2 separate regions of the Ovis aries genome follow, and region 2 is linked to region 1. A link is a contact called in public Hi-C data. All regions are on one chromosome and are shown on one strand. The core of a region is the stretch at or near the end of the contact, and the rest is flanking DNA. Distances in the headings are between cores, read along the strand shown. Region 1 overlaps TEC (tec protein tyrosine kinase). Region 2 holds the start of TEC (tec protein tyrosine kinase).

What was found. A called contact is a pair of places that touch in the nucleus more often than the background predicts.
Region 2: a Hi-C map of mixed tissues shows a contact between it and region 1, with 2.1 times the contacts expected there. The contact joins the promoter of TEC here to the enhancer-like site in region 1. A contact is called at or near these places in 2 of 16 Hi-C or Micro-C datasets (liver and mixed tissues).

What each region holds. Positions count from the first base shown.
Region 1 is chr6:67,615,505-67,619,596 of ARS-UI_Ramb_v3.0, reverse strand. The region is part of intron 2 of TEC (tec protein tyrosine kinase); the gene reads left to right. Among named protein-coding and RNA genes, the nearest start is that of TRNAW-CCA, 44 kb to the left of the region's middle. Within about 2 kb of position 1,571, at least 5 of the 54 cell types and tissues checked have an H3K27ac peak or open chromatin away from gene starts, as enhancers often do. A contact at or near this core is called in liver, where this site is marked.
Region 2 is chr6:67,664,504-67,668,414 of ARS-UI_Ramb_v3.0, reverse strand. It overlaps TEC (tec protein tyrosine kinase), which reads left to right and starts at 1,395. Exons shown (of 19, transcript XM_060417079.1): 1 at 1,395-1,434.

The DNA.
Region 1 (4,092 bases), core at 322-2,821:
ATGTTGAATGTTGCATTCCCTCATTCACTGAGAGAAAATGACCCACAAAGAAGCAGAACCTAGTAATGTGGAAGGAATATTTGGAGCCTATGTGGTCAGTTGATCAATGAGTAGTTTCTATGTTAAGACAACTTTTGATTCTCTCTAGAATGCTTAACTATGAATCTCCTGTAGTGTAAGTATATGAGATGATGTGTTGAGGTATTATAAGCAGATAGGGTGGGGCTCCTCAGAGGAAGAGAACTCAGCCATCCTAGGCCTAAATCATTTTGTGATCTAGCCCAGCCACAGTGCTCACTCTTGCAGAAGAATAGGTCTCAATAGTTAATGATTTTATAGGAGCAAAAGAAGGTAAAACTGAGCAGATATAATCAGGCCAGGGAGATAACTTTACCATGATATATCAGTTGTACTGTTTCAAAGGTCAGGATTAGCCTGAAGCACATTCTTGAGCTGTTTTGCAGAATGCAAACCCTCGTGGGGGCACAATTTCCAGATCCACTGGAACCTAAGGAATGATGATGGTGACCTTTGCTGACCCTCCCAACTTCCATCAACTTGTGCTGGACTCTGTCAACCTTTCCCCAGTTCTATGCTGAATTCTCTTTGCTCCAGCCCCAGTCTTGCTGTTTGGGGAGATAATGCTCTGGGAAGCGTCCTTGTTGTCCTCCTTACTTGCTGCAAGTAATAAATCCTTCCTTCTGCTCTTCTGTTTGAGTCTGTCTTTTGGCTCGATACCTGCCAAGAGGTGAAACCAATTTTCTTGTAATAGTATTGCTCATGGTTTCTTTTGTCAAAACTTTTTTCTCCATCCGCTGTTCTTTTTATCTCTCTTTTTTTTTCTTCATTTTTATCAGCCAGGAGACCCTCAACCACAATCATAGCCAAAGACCCCAGCAGGGTCCTTTGTTGTGAACCCCAAACCTGCCCTAAAGAGTATATGTTAAATTATTGCATATACCTGTGTTATATGGACAGTAGGAAACCACTATCTGTAGTGAAGTACTGCAAGTCCACCCCAAGTCCAACATCTTGATCACCAGCCATATGGCTGGACAGGCGCTGCATACCCAGGAGAGATAAGTCAGCTGACTTATGTAACTTTTGCCTTTTGACCTTTTGAGTCTAATCTAGACCTAGGTTCAGTAGATCAACAAACTACTCAAAACTTTGTAGCCTGTTACTGAGCAACTAGCTGAAAGGAGACATAGTCAAGACTTTAAGAAAATACAGTTTATCCCTGGGTGCCTTGTTTAATAGGTAAGGAAGACTTGCAGGCTAAACTTTTACTCTCAGCTGAGAGCTAAAAAAGTGCCTGATCCTGGAATAGCACCAATTCGTGATATTAAATGGGGAGCCTAGAATGTACCCTTTATTCTGATTAAAGTCAGCCGAGCATTTCCCTTCTTTTTGCTTGTGTTTCTGCTGTTCAGTTCCCCTTTTACAAAAGAAAATTGGGGCTTAAGCTGGGGTTTACATTGTAGAAGAGAGCAGGATAAAGTTTGTTACTATATAGTACCTATCCATTTTAGGTACTTTTGAATTGAACCATAACCCACAGAAACTGTTGGCAGGCATACAGCATTTGATTTCTCAGATAATTGTCAGTCTGATGTTTATTCATGCTAGATTTCTTAACATTACAAACAGGCTCAAACTTTTTGGTAAACCTATGATGAAATGTGTAATAGCCAATGTGTTCTGATGTAAACTTCTGAAATTGAGAGCTTTAACTACATTACTGCTCTCAGAGCATTGCCAAGTACTAGACTGAGTTAGATAATATTGTTGATTTGTATAGGTAAAATATTGCTGAACATTGACATTTTCATATGGCTTAACATAGTAAGATGAGAATTTCAACAACCTTTGATCACTCTGCTTCTTCCTGTAAGGAGTTCATCCTTTCTCTACCCTGACAACTAGGGTTTCTTAATTACTATATTCCTTACCGTCCTCTTGTTTGGTAATTCATAATCATCTCTGTACCCCTGATTGATTAAAAATATTGTGAAAGGATTTATATAATAGGCTGGATAACCTTAGTAGCCATTTAAAAAAACATTTTTCTTCAGGCAGAATTTTTATGATAAAGGAGTTCTTAGATCTTTTGGCTAAAATTGGTAGACCATGAAACCGAGAACCATTAGTTTGGTACTTAGATTTGTAACACTAGACGGAGAATACAACTTCATGGTGGTTTGGATTTCTCTTTGGTGAAACAGTGAACAGTGTCTGTTCTCTACTTTAGAATATTGGTATTCAGATAAGCAACAAGGATATACTGTATAGCACAGGGAACTATATTCATATCTTGTAAAAACTTACAATGGAAAATAATCTGAGAAACATAACTGAATTACTTTGCTATACACCTTAAACTAACACAGTGTTGTAAGTCAACTAATACTTTAATACAAAAAGAATATTGATGTTCAAAGACTCATGTGTTGTTTTTCAAGCTTTTAGCAATTAGCAGTCAGAGTAAAGAAAAGAATGTTCTTGTGCTCACTGTTAAGGAGACACAGAGAAAAGGGTCTTAAGTTGTAGCTCTTAGTTTCATTTTAAAAAGATATTTGTAACCCAGAGTTGGTTCCTTTGTGATTCTTTTGTCTGAAAGGCTCAATCCTTTTTGGTGTGGAAAATGGGAGAATCACCTGGAGGACTCTGAAATTTTGTTTCATCTTGTTTTTTCCTTTGGAGCATCAAACCGATTCTTTCACTCAGAGTGATTGTCTCCAGTTTTCTTAAAATTAATTATGTCTGTATGTATTCTTATTGAAGTACTGTTGATTTACAATGTTGCATTCATTTCAAGTGTATAGCAAAATGATTCAGGTATATATATATATATATATATATATATATGTATATTTCAGATTCTTTTCCCATGTAAGTTATTATACAATATTGAGTATAGTTCCCTATGCTATACAATAGGTCCTTGGTAGTTGTCTATTTCATTTATAGTAGTGTATGTATGTTAATCCCGAGCTCCTAGTTTATCCCCCCCTTGCCCCTTTCCCCTTTGGTAACCGTAAGTTTGTGTTCTGTGGTCTATTTCTTTTCTTTTTTTAAAAAATCTCCCAGATCTGTTATTGAAACTTGCAGTGATCAAACAACTTTGACATGCACATTACATTTACATTTCTTATCATCAGTCCCCTTTCCCAAGGGAGAACTCAGTTTCACAAAAGTTGAGGGACTTTCCCACATTCACAGAACTGAAGAAGCCTGACTTGACCCGGTACCTGGCTTTGGCTGGTTCCAGAGCTCATACTTCTCCTGCCATTCCCTGTTCCTCTGGTAGAATGTGTGGGTCTATTTCTGTTTGATTATAAATTCATTTGTTCTCTTTAGTCTTTGGTATTGAGAGATTGGTGTCCTTCTTAATGATGCCTTGGGAGTCATAGTTTATCTGTTGAAATTTGGAAGTTGCGTGGAATTGCCTTTAGCCATCTGCCTAAATAGAAGGCTGATAATGACGCATCATATGCTTTTCCTTTTAGTTCTCTCTTCCTTTCCACTGGAGAGGTTGTGTGTGTAGCGGTTAATAGTGCAGGCTGTGTGGTCAGAATGCCTGTATTAAAGTCTGGCTCTTATTCTTATCATATGACTAGGGAATAGTACCTTCAATAGGTTTGTTGAATTAAATGAGTTGCTACATCTGAAGTGCTTAGTGCTGGATTGAACCCGGGTCTCCCACATTGTAGACAGACGCTTAACTGTCTGAGCCACCCGGGAAGTCCTTAGAAATGCCAACACATAGCAAAATAGTGAAAGCTTGATTATAATTTTTATTATTTTTCTGTATAAATAGTAATTCTACAGGGATACTCCCTGATTCTCTTCTGGTCTGTTTATCTCTCTGGATTTCATTGATCTTATCAAAAGGTTAGTAGATTGACCTTTCAGGACAATGATGTTTACTATAAGGGAAATCTACTCGGCCTCCTCTCCTATTTTGATGTACTTTTCACAGTATTTGGCAGATAACGTGTTTCCTAGTTTGCAGCTTGGGGTTCAGAGCCATGTTTTTGTTCACTGGAGGTTGGGATTATCTTCCTCTCTGATTTGAACATTTTATTGCTT
Region 2 (3,911 bases), core at 146-2,645, 49 kb before region 1:
GCTGACTACCTGGCTGATCAGCTCCCAGCTCCACTGTCACCTCCTTTGAGAAGCCTCGGGAACAACTAGATCTGTGGTCTTTCCCTCCCCACACTCTCAAATCCATCACCCTACTGTATTTTAGTCAGGAGGCTTCTTGCACCTGCAATGGCTTCATTTTTCACTTGCTTATTGATGACTGACTGTCCCTTTCGCCCCATTATACTAAAAGCTTCTGGAGGGCAGAGTCCTTGTATTTCTCTGGGCTCTAACAGCTCATGAGACATGTGCTGTGCCGTGCTTAGTGGCTCAGTCGTGTCTGACTCTTTGCAACCCCACAGACTATATAGCCCGCCAGGCTCCTCTGTCCACGGGATTCTCCAGGCAAGAATACTGGAGTGGGTTGCCATTTCCTTCTCCTCATGAGATATGGTGGACACTCAAATTTGGTGAGCCAGGAGAGCTGTGGTTTAGCGTTCAAAATCAGGAGGCAGACTACAGGGATTTGAATTCCAGCCTTTCAATTTGTTGTTGGGTGACATTAGGTAGGTTCTTTAAATTCTCTGTGCCTTTCACCCTACATAAACTGGTGGACTTTTATGGAGTCGCAGAGAGTCAGAAAGGGCTGAGCCACTGAGCGAGAACACACACACACACACACACACACACACACACACACACCCGACCACATGACCTGTTGTGATAGTTCCATGGGGTCACACACACAAACACACCACATGACCTGTAGGTGTATCAGATGCGCTCTGCTGCTTCAGGTTGGACAGAAAAAGACTTATTCTTTTGGTAACACACACACACACACACACACACACACACCCCGACCACGTGACCTGTTGTGATAGTTCCATGGGGTCACACATGCACACACACACCACGTGACCTGTAAGTGTATCAGATGCGCTCTGCTGCTTCAGGTTGAACAGAAAAGACTTATTCTTTTGGTAAAACTGGCTGCTTCGCTCCACCTCACTGCGTTACCACCTGGCTCGCCACCATTTAGCGGAAGGGGAGGTGCGGTCCCTAGTTCCGATCGAGTCCCCGCTCACCCACAGGTGGCACTGCTCGGGGCTCTCCCGGGCCAGGGGTGTCCGTGTCCTCGCGGGGCGGTTGAGGGGGGCAGGAAGGAGGAGGTTCCTGCGTCCAGGAAACACCAGGGACGTTCCCGCGACTTCCTCGAAACTTCCGCTGGGTCCCGGGAGTCGGAACGCGTAAGCGACCCACTCCCACCTTCAGTCTCAGCACCGCAGCAGAGCAGTGGGAACAGGTCGCCGCCGGCCTCCGGCAGCTGGAGGCGGAGCCCTCGCGGGCCGGGCGGTCGCCGGGCCGGTCGGGGCGGGGAGAGCCGAGGAGGGGGCGGGGCTCCAGGCACAGGACTCCGAGGCTCGGGCGGACTTCAGTGTCCCGGGCTCCGCGAAGCCGCTGCGCTCCAGCCAGGTAAGGGCGCTGCGGGCAGGCGAGGGCGGCCCAGGGCCTGCGCCACTCGGGGCGGGGAAGGGTGGGTGGGGATGTGTGCGGCGAGAGGAGAGTTCCAGCAGCTCAGAGGCTGACTCTCGTGGAACCAGGAAGGATTTTCTCTACCCCGCGCGGCCGTGAGCCCGAGCGCGCCGCCCCAGGTGAGGAACCCCGTCCCCTGCGGGCTACGGAGGGACAGGTGCGCGTCCCGGCGTAGCCGCGCCTTCCGGCGGCCCCAGCCTCTCGGTCTCCCGGGCTCCGGTGCTGGCTTCTCCCGAGGAGCGCCCGCCCTTCTCCTTGAGTCTCGGGACAGAGGCCGCCCTGCCCCAAATTCAGCGTTGGGTTCACTTCCCAGCCGCGCCGCGGACTTCATTCCTTCTCTCTGCTTGGGCAGCAGCGAAGTCTTGATGCGAGAGTTGGCAGAATCGACAGACTTTCCACGGTTGCATGTGTCTGAGTGCCTGTCCCCACCAGCCTTACATTTTTTTTTTTTTCAGCCTTACATTTTTAAATCTGGGAAACTGTGTATGAATCTTGATAGCAGGGAGTCGGTGAATACATGTGTTGGGAAAACTAGGGCCTTGACTCCGGGGTGTGCGCTTTCCTTCAGATCCTAAATTTCCTTTTGGTTTGATTTTGTTTTTTTTTTTTTTCCTCCATGGAAGAACAAGAAGTTGCTGTGTATCAGATTCGGAAACAGTCTCATCTGTTGCCATTCTTTGGAAACTGGAAGACTTGATTAGAAGGGTAGGTCTCAGTGTTAAGTTAGAACAACAGGATGACTGGTGGCTAAGTGGGTTTGAAGCTTATCCAGAATAGTTAAGTGTTCTGAGCATATACCCTGTGTTTTTCCAGTGAATGCCCATTTTTTTTCCTCTTCGGAAATTCTGAGAATTCACTTTTTTTTCTAGATAATTCTTCCCTAAAGAGCTAGAAAGGAGGAAACACTCCAACAAACCAGTAGGTTTCCCAAGTAAGTTTAGGATTTAACAGGTTGGTTTGTGATACTGGTAGGTTAGTTGTTGAGAATTGCATGGAGTGTCATGATTTACATGGAGAATAGAAAATGTGTATAACAGTCTCCTTAAGTATTTGAATTTTTTATTTTTTTTTTGGTTTAGGCACATTTTCATTGTTTAGGGAAAAACCATACTTTCCCAATACTCGTTAATCTGATCAGTATATTCTTTTGTCAGTTCTAGGTGCTTACTGCATTTGTGTTAATGATCTTGATTCTTCCCAGAGGGTGTGTACATTTTGGTTTGTAGAACTGTATAGGGCAAGCGTTGCAAACACATGGGAATCAGTGTTGTTTGACTGGCAAACCTCTAGTTTGCCACACACAGGTTCTTGAACTAGAATTTTGACATCTTCCCAAATAGAAAAAAAAAAGAATATTAATGTATGCTCTAGCACTGTCAACCTGTTCCTTGCTTATTGTGTATCAAAATAGTCATATTTTGTCAGCAGCTAGTCACTCAAGGGCAGAGTCTATGTTTTATCAGATCTTAGTGAATCTCAAGAAAAAGGCGATCTTTGCTTCCTAAGTTGACCCTGGACAGGATGGCAGGTGGCATTGTGGCTGTGTCTGGCCACTTTTTGCTTGAGGAAGAATTGCTGGTAGAGACCTTCCTCTGTGTGTACAGAGCGCTGGCAGCCTGAGCCTTGCGCTCCAGGCATATCTCTACCTACAGGTTCCTCCAGGTTGACCTGGTTGGTGCCTCCCTTCCCCACCCCAGCTCTTCCAGCTCCTTGGCTTCCATCCCACTACACTGCTCCCTGGGATTCCACCCCTGGAGAGAATCATTTTCTTGTTCAGGGCAGGGATAGTCCACGTAGTTGACAGGGCTGTTGACACCCAGCTTGGTGCATAGATGCTGTTGATGATGGGGCTGCCCGTTTCAGAGCCCTTACTGTGTTCTTTTTCCAGTGTACTCAGGCAAAGTGGAGCAACTGACGTCGAACCCAGATCAATCGCTGTGAAGGCTAGCTGCCTTGGTTGGATTAACTGGAGTCTGCTAGAAAGGAGTGCAATTGGTCCATGGTCCCTGGCAGTTCTAAAATTATCCCGTCCCAGGAGATTATGCCATGAGACTAGCTTTGTTGAAAAGAACCCCAGAGGAGAAAGGCATAGCAGTTGTCTTCACCTACAAGCATGCCTCCACCCAGGCTTGCCTTTGCATCTCTACTCTGGCTCAGCCAGTCCTTCTTGGTTTGGATTATAACTATTAACTTTCCCACTAAGTCTGACTGTTCAGAGCTCAGATGACCGCAGCTGCATGGTCTAGATGTAGAAAATGATATTTTCTTTTGTTTAGGTGAAACAAGGCTGGAATTTTCCCAAACAAATTGTTATTAGGGAAACAGAGCAAAAGCAAATAATAAAAGGGCACAGAAGCCACTATGCTTTTTGTTTTGTTATATTCTTCTCTCTTTTCAGTTTTAGTTTTAAACTTTTA